Regions from separate parts of the Mus musculus genome. Here region 1 is linked to region 2. A link is a contact called in public ChIA-PET data. All regions are on one chromosome and are shown on one strand. The core of a region is the stretch at or near the end of the contact, and the rest is flanking DNA. Distances in the headings are between cores, read along the strand shown.

The links. ChIA-PET counts read pairs in DNA pulled down with a chosen protein or histone mark.
Region 1: a contact with region 2 is called in an H3K27ac ChIA-PET map of liver, with 4 times the contacts expected there. The contact joins two enhancer-like sites. A contact is called at or near these places in 8 of 484 Hi-C or Micro-C datasets (the C10 cell line, the G1E-ER4 cell line, adipose-derived mesenchymal stem cells and 5 more) and 3 of 115 datasets of contacts at active chromatin or transcription factors (acute myeloid leukemia, hepatocytes and liver).

The regions. Positions count from the first base shown.
Region 1 is chr2:52,574,551-52,578,101 of GRCm38.p6, forward strand. All of the region lies in intron 2 of Cacnb4 (calcium channel, voltage-dependent, beta 4 subunit), which reads right to left. Among named protein-coding and RNA genes, the nearest start is that of Cacnb4, 100 kb to the right of the region's middle. Within about 2 kb of position 2,186, at least 10 of the 459 cell types and tissues checked have an H3K27ac peak or open chromatin away from gene starts, as enhancers often do. A contact at or near this core is called in hepatocytes and liver, where this site is marked.
Region 2 is chr2:52,475,365-52,479,300 of GRCm38.p6, forward strand. It overlaps Cacnb4 (calcium channel, voltage-dependent, beta 4 subunit), which reads right to left. Exons shown (of 14, transcript NM_001037099.2): 3 at 2,328-2,447. Among named protein-coding and RNA genes, the nearest start is that of A430018G15Rik, 52 kb to the left of the region's middle. Within about 2 kb of position 1,642, at least 22 of the 459 cell types and tissues checked have an H3K27ac peak or open chromatin away from gene starts, as enhancers often do. A contact at or near this core is called in hepatocytes and liver, where this site is marked.

The DNA.
Region 1 (3,551 bases), core at 936-3,435, 100 kb after region 2:
CTGGCTCTTCCCTAGCTCACACCTCCTTTTTGGTCATACCGCAACCTTACATGCCACGCACATCTTGACTATCAACACAGTCAACAAATGACAGCTCAAATGGTAACCACAGTACCTTATCTATGAGATAAATTGTGAACTCTTGGGCTGGTAAGATGGCCTGGGGGTTAAAGGAAGTTGCTGCCCCAATGACCTACCTATGTTTGATCCATGGGCGTGGTGGAAGGAGCAAGCACTTCCTCGCTCCCTCAAGTTTTCCTTTGACCTCTTCACAAGTCCAAAGACATGCGTGCACACATACACACAAATAAGCAAATACTGTCTTTTAAATGCGAAGTTCAAAACATGGTTGGGGATAAGATGCCCCGTTCTGGTGTGCCCAGCCCCATCTCTCGTTATGGTTCCCCATACAGCCTTCCAGGTCATCCCATGCTGGGGTTCCCAGTGCTTATACTTAAGTGCTCCCAGATGTCTAAGCACATTCCCTGAGCATCCTTCCTCAAACAAATGCTCTACCTTCTTCACACCCCCTCATGGGTCATGTGAAAATCAGTCTAGACAATTCTATCTGGAAGCCCTGCAGAAGGGAGCCATCTTGTGGCTCCACCCCACCACTTCAGTTAGGATTACCTGTCTGCTGTGGGCTTTCCCAGGCTCAGGCAGGAACCGGCACACCAGGAAGAGCTTCAACTCCAGGAAGGACGGGCACTGGACAGCACAATATTTGGTTATTTGACCACTACCACAGTACCTGCTGGACAGTCTCACTCAACATCTTTAATAGAGTTTTCCAAGGTCTGGGACTAAATTTCGCCATCGGTAAAGAACATTTGTATTGAACACATCTGATTCGTTTTATACTCTCTCTGGCTAACATTGTGGGCACATGTATCATGGATCCTAAGGAGATGCAATTTCATGTGAGCAAGCAAACAGAACAAGGAAGTAATCAGTCAGCTACATTACGAGGAGATAAAGAAAAACCAAGGAGCTGCTTCAAAACTGCTCAATAAGACAGCACGTAGGACCACCGAAACCTTGAGAATATCTGGATAAAATGTCCTTTTAAATGTTATCTTTTAACTGGGAATGCTGGTTTGTCTGTATGAAATGGCAATGCCTAGTAAGACTAACTTTGCAATGGCAAGCATAAGAAAGCAAATTATATTAAAACTGCTTAGCCTGTTTCTCTTTAAACCTGTCCTAACATCAGAAGGTCTCTGACGGGAGCCTCTTTGTGATAAGGCTCAGATTATCTCCAACACATGACTGTCATAAAAGCCCTTTGGGAAAGGCTGTGGCCTTCAAACTTGGGAGGTGAGCCACTCACCTCTTCTAACTAACGCACACTTTAGTTCCAGATTAGCCTTGATTCTGAGAACCGTGATTCCATTTTTGGAGGTCCAGTTTGGCTCTTATTAATCGATAACTAGAACCAGCAACCCTGGATTGACCGGAGTTCAGCCTGGTGAGTCGCTCTTCCCTGGAGCTTGTTTGCATGGCTCTACGGTGTTCTCGGGGCTATCTTCACATGCTGGCCCTAAACAACCAGAACAATCGCTTTCCATTCTTTATCTACCTGGAGACACACAGTTGAGCAGACAACCCTCCACTGCGTCCTCTTACACATGATTTTACACAAATGGTTCTGCACTGGGAATGGACTCTAGTTGTCAAACTCTGAAAACGTGCCAAGTAGCATGTCAATAACTACAGATGAGAAATTTAAAAATAAAGAGACCCTGCAGGCCAAAGCAGAGAGTCTGAGGGTCTTTCTCTACCATAATAATAAGCACCGGAATCCGCTCCTTCAGGCTTTCTGACTTCCAAATTTAATTTCTTTCTTTTTTTTTTTTTTTTTTTTTTTTACACTTGAAAAAGTTATCTTTCCAGGAAATTCAAAGAAGAGTTTGAAAGAAGTGTTAGTATTGGCTCCCTCATCTTCCTGGGATGGTAGCTGTCAATCTGCCTTCCCTGAGAGCGAAACCTCAGGTCTTCCAGAAAGATCACAAGATATGAGAGTGAGGGAGACAAGAGATGGGATCAGAGAAAGAAGGAAGGCCAACCAAGGGTATATCGCTGCTTACAAAAGCTTGCAAGTGGGCTTGGTGCCATGAGACACACCAAGTAACAAAACCTGCCCTCAAAGGACAGCGGGCTGATGCACTTAACTGTCAACACTCCTGCCCTATTGGCAGAGAGGAAGTGACCAGTCCTATCTGAGGACAGGCTTGGCTCAAGCAAGCTCTTCTGACATCAAGGGAGAAAACCTTTGAGTTCCAAGAAGTAAAAGAAGCAGGCTGCACATGGAGGAACTGTCTATCTCAGCTGAGCTGAAGTTGAAGGTGAGCCAGGAGAGGATGCATGAAGCCCCAAGAGCCAGCTTGACCTCAGGCTAAGACTCTCTTGACTTATTTGTGTATGGTATATGCATGTGCAAGCATGTGGCCATCAGGATGTCTCCCTCTATTACATTCTACCTTATTTTTTTCTGAAATGAGGTCTCTCACTGAACCAGAAACTCAATCTCTCAGCAAGTCTGGCTGGACAGGGAACCCCTGTAGCCTGCCTATCTCTGCCCTTACCCAGTAACGTGATTATAAGTGGGTACTACGGTGCCTGGCTATGTGTGAGCCAAAAAATCCAAATTCACATTTTCATGTTTAGCCAGCAAGCCGTTTCTTCACTGAGCCATTTCCTCAGCCCTGGAATAAGACTGTACATGCTGATAGGGGGAGGAGGGCAAGTATCTTGAGACAAAGTCCCATGTAGCCCAGGCTGTCCTGAGAATGACCCAGAACTCCAGTTCGTTGAGCCACAGGTTAGTAGGATTACATGCACGGGCCATCACCATGTTAGATTCGTTATTTTTTAAAAAGTGCTTTTCTCTTCCATTTCCCCCATTCCCCCCCCGCCCTGGGGGGGTATGAAACAATAAACGCACATTCGCTCCTTGCTTTATTAGTTTTTCTTTCAAGGATGAAGAATGCAACATTAAAGCAATTATAGACTTGAGGGACTTAGTAAAATGATGTCACGAAAACAAATACAACAGACACTGGCCAGAACTCTTGCCAGGGTGAGTTCCTCCGACGAGGTCCCCGGAAGGCCCTGACTTCTCAGTACAAAGTTCCTGGTCTCTCCAGAAATAACATAGCTGCTTCCCAGACCATAATAACATGATTCTCGGGTTATTCAAATGCAAGCCAGCTCCCAAGGAAGCCATATGCTGCCCACAGGTCAAGTTAGAAATGCAATGCTTCCTATCATTTCTTACGTTACTCAAGGGGACTCATTCTGTTGTCCTAGGAGACACTGACACCCTCAAGCACTTAGCCAGTGTGAACTGAACATGGAACACCCTTTGAGTGACTTTCACTTCTCCAAAGACTAGGTCAAGCTGTGTCACTAAAGAGGCCTTGAAAAGATTCTACAGCCTAGATGGTTTTCTAAGCCATGCACACAGCAAAACCTCAGTTCTATGAACTGTCAAAATGACACCTTCGTCAGCTTCCAAATTCAGTCATCACCACCTGGCGCCCACTGGCAGG
Region 2 (3,936 bases), core at 392-2,891:
AGGACGTGTCTACTTGGGGGAGGGAAGTTCTAGAAGACAGCTCTGTTGTTGAAGTACTTGATGCTCAAGCACGAGGAACTGAATTCAGAGTCCCAGTATCTGTGACAAAAGCGGGCTGCAGAGCTGTGCATCTTTAATTCCAGTTCTGGGGAGGCAGAGACAGGAGGATTTCTGGCACTTGCTGACCCAAGCCAGTCTAGACAAAAGGTGAACTCCAGGTTCAGTAAGAGACCTGCCTCAAATATTAAGATGGAGGGTGATTAGGAAACACATTAACCTCTGACATCCACACACATGTGCATAATTATGCATATGTGTACTCATGGGAGCACTTGCGAGTGCGCGCGCACACACACACACACACACACACACATACACACAGAGGAGCAAGTCTACACATAGAAGAAAAACATGCTAGGAAATGTACCTTGGGTGTTATAAACTTGAGGGAGGGTGGGTAGGTGGAAGACAAGGATTTTTGAAAGAGCCTCAGTTCTGAAAACCTGAGATCTTTTGTAGATAACCATCTTGTCATGCCAGGGGAATGGAGGCCAACGTAGGTTAAACCCAACACACAGGCTCTTCACCTGTACCCTCTTCCTACCTTCTAACAGTTGGTTGTTTTAAATTTGCATATGAATTCCTGCTGGCAAAGTGCTCCTGAGCAGGTGCAGCCTGTTGGGGCTAAGCCAGCCACCAGCCGAGGCTATGGTCCTGCCACCCCCGTTTTAGGTGACCACGCAATAATGAAACAGATGGCAAGGGACATTTTCAAAACAAGAACAAGCAACAAGGTCTCCAAGCCTCTAGGTAGCTTTGCTATGGGTTTATTCATTTGCTCTGGGAATATCAACAGTTGAGGTAGGACACACAGTAGGACCTCTTTGTCCCCTCCCAGGCACTATGCTGATGCCCTCCTACCAGAGATCACAGACACAGTGTGTGGACGTCAACCCCACACTCAACCCCAATGATGCACCCATCCATATCCTTCTTCTCTTGCTTCAATCTCTAAAGCAGCTTATCAGAAACCAGAAAGGGAAGGAAATTAACGTTATCTGGGCTTGAGTCTAAAATTCTAAACTGGAGTTAGCTATGGAAGCAAGCAGACAGGCTAGCCATAAACCGTGTCTCATATGCTGTTGCTGGGCATAAAAATTAATTTGCCAAAAGGGCCTATCTATGCTTTGAAAAATAAGTTAGAAAGATATAGGAGGAATGGGAGAGCTCTAGTAGCAATTCTGGTCCTAAAATTCAACTGTGCAGCTGGTTTCCTGCTGCATCCTGTGTCTTCTGGAAGAAGAAGATCTGAAGCCTATATTGGCTAGTGATGGCTTCTGTCACTCTGTCTTGCTGCTCTTGTTTGAGTTGTTCAAAGGGCTTAACCAGGTCCGATGGTGCGCATCTGTAGCCCAGCTAGTAAGTCCACAAGTTCAAGACCAGAATGGACAGTGTAGTGGTCCCCTTCTCAAACAAACAGGCAGACAAAATAACTCCATGCTGAAGTTGAAGTGGGAGTCTGAAATCTAGAAACCACAGAACAGAAGCAGCAGTGAAGTGATCCGTAGCATGGTGGGGGTGGGTGTGTAACAGAGGCAAGCAAGGATGGGGAGGAGTCAAGAACAGAGGGCTCAGGCTCGCCGCTCAGAAGGTTCTCTGCCAATACGTTGTGAGGTCATTTGATATTGCCACACTGCTAGGTTGGGAAAGGACCAATAATTACCACGAAATCAAACAGAAAAAGGCAAAAGGTTCATAAGAAATAGGCTCCTGTAGATACCACTAACTTCTGTGAGGGGCACAAACAACAGAGAGCCTTGCAATCAGAAGCCTTAGCCGGATGGCTGGAAAATGAATACTCCAGAGAGACACATGACGTAAGCTAGAGTCGTTTGTAAAGAAGGAATGTCCATTACAAACATGCTACTACCAAATCAGCCTGTAGGCAGGCCCGGGGAACATTCTCCCGACCAGTGATTGATGTAGAAGTGCTCACCCCACCGTGAGCAGTCTAGCCCTTAGTCAGGTGGCCCTGAGTGGTATCAGAAAGAAGGCTAAGTATACCGTGGAGAGCTAGCCAAATAAGCAGAGTTTCTCCGTAGCTCCCACTTCAGTCCCTGCCTCTGGGTTCTTGTACTGCTTGAGTTCCTACTCTGGACTCTGTCACTGATGAGTGTGACCAGAGCTGTCTAATGAAGCCATTCCTCTCCAAGTTGCTTTTGGTCAGTGTTTTATCAGGAACACTAAGACAGATGTGAGGTAGAAATGCTGGGCACAGGCGCTGAGCAACGTGACAGCTCGCGTTAAAAGAAAAGGAAGAAAGTCACCTTCGCTCTCTCAAGCTGGATAGCTGCTTGCTGTTCTCGCTCTTGCCGGATCGCTTCCCGGTCCTCTTCCAAGGAGACATCGGAGTCCGATGGCCTGCTTGTATAGGAATCTGCTGACCCCTGGGGAGAGAAGGCAGAAGGCTTAAGTGAGGTAAAAGGTAGCCTCTTACACTGTCACCATCTTAACAGAAGAACCTTGGGCGAGTTCCATTCGTTGGCATAGAATTCGATGCGCACACTCTGCCTTACTGCAGATACAGTCAAGCTTCTGTGTTGTGTGGAAGGCCGCTATGTCATAAAGGACCATGTTTTAAATAGATTAGGACTAGGAAGCAAACTGCAGTAAGAAGGACCTGACATCTTGCTCTTACACTTGTTTGGTGCTGGCTAGGTATGAAGCTGATAATTGCTCATGAACTGAAGCTGCCTCCCATTCTCGCTTGCACATCCTAGGCACATAAGTGACAAGGGAAAGTTAGGCTGTTTATGAGGGCTAAATCCTACCTGCGTCTTGGTATCACCAGTTTGCCTAGATTGCAACAAAGCCAAGCAGCACGGCCCATTAGTAAAATGATGTTTTGGATTCAGTGTCAATACCACTTGTAGTCTTTCGTCATCAAAACGTCAGACATGTGGTAGCCTATTTGTAGGGTTAATGTTTACAGTGAAGAGAAAAAAAATACTTGATAATGAAAACAGGGATGTCCACAGCTGAAGTCCATGCCCAGAGGGTGCTCTGATCATCAGCACCACCGACTCTGACGGACACCCCCAAAGGACTGAGGAATGCCCAGTGCCACTCAGTGTCCATGCTAGGACAAGAGCAAGCTGAGGGATCCTCTTTAAAAGTTATCAACCTCACCCTACAAAACCAAACCAAGCCAAACCCAGAAAACCAAATGACAACAACCTGCACATGCGCACACACGCACACAACCCAAATCTTCAGGCTCACCTTTAGCTCCCAAAGGAACGGCAACCCATTGCCCTGAGCTGGCATTAGAAGCGGTGTTTGCATGGATGATGACATTTGCACAGCAGAGGTTCTGAGAGAACTGGTTATTTGTTTGCCATGTTTGATGAAGCAAACTCAGACAGTCTTGAAAAAGCATAGATCTAGCCGTTCAGTGGAGAATTGGCTGTCTACTGAACACATGCAAAAACTAAATTGAGACAAGAGTCAGGCTTAGTGGTATAGACTGTAATCCCAGCTCCTCAGGGGGCTGAGGCCTGCCTAGGCTATACAGTACACTCAAGGCCAACGTGAACGACTTATTAAGACCCTGTCTCAAGATAAGAAGTAAAATAAAGGGCTAGAGTTATAAAGCTCAGTAGGAAAGTCTTTGCCAAACGTGTGCAAAGGCCCTGTGTTCCATTTCCAGTTAGTCGGGCTCTCTCTCTGTGTCTCTCTCTGTCTCTCTCTGTGTCTCCCTCTCCCCCTCCCCCTCCCCACTCTCTGTGTGTGTGTGTGTGTGTGTGAATGTGTGCGTGTCTCACATACATATTCACAAAGATAGAGAGAAGAGCGAGTGAGAGACTTTAAGAAGTGATGGACTGGCTGAGATGGCTCAGTGGATAAGGTACTTGCTACCAAGCCTGACAATCTGAG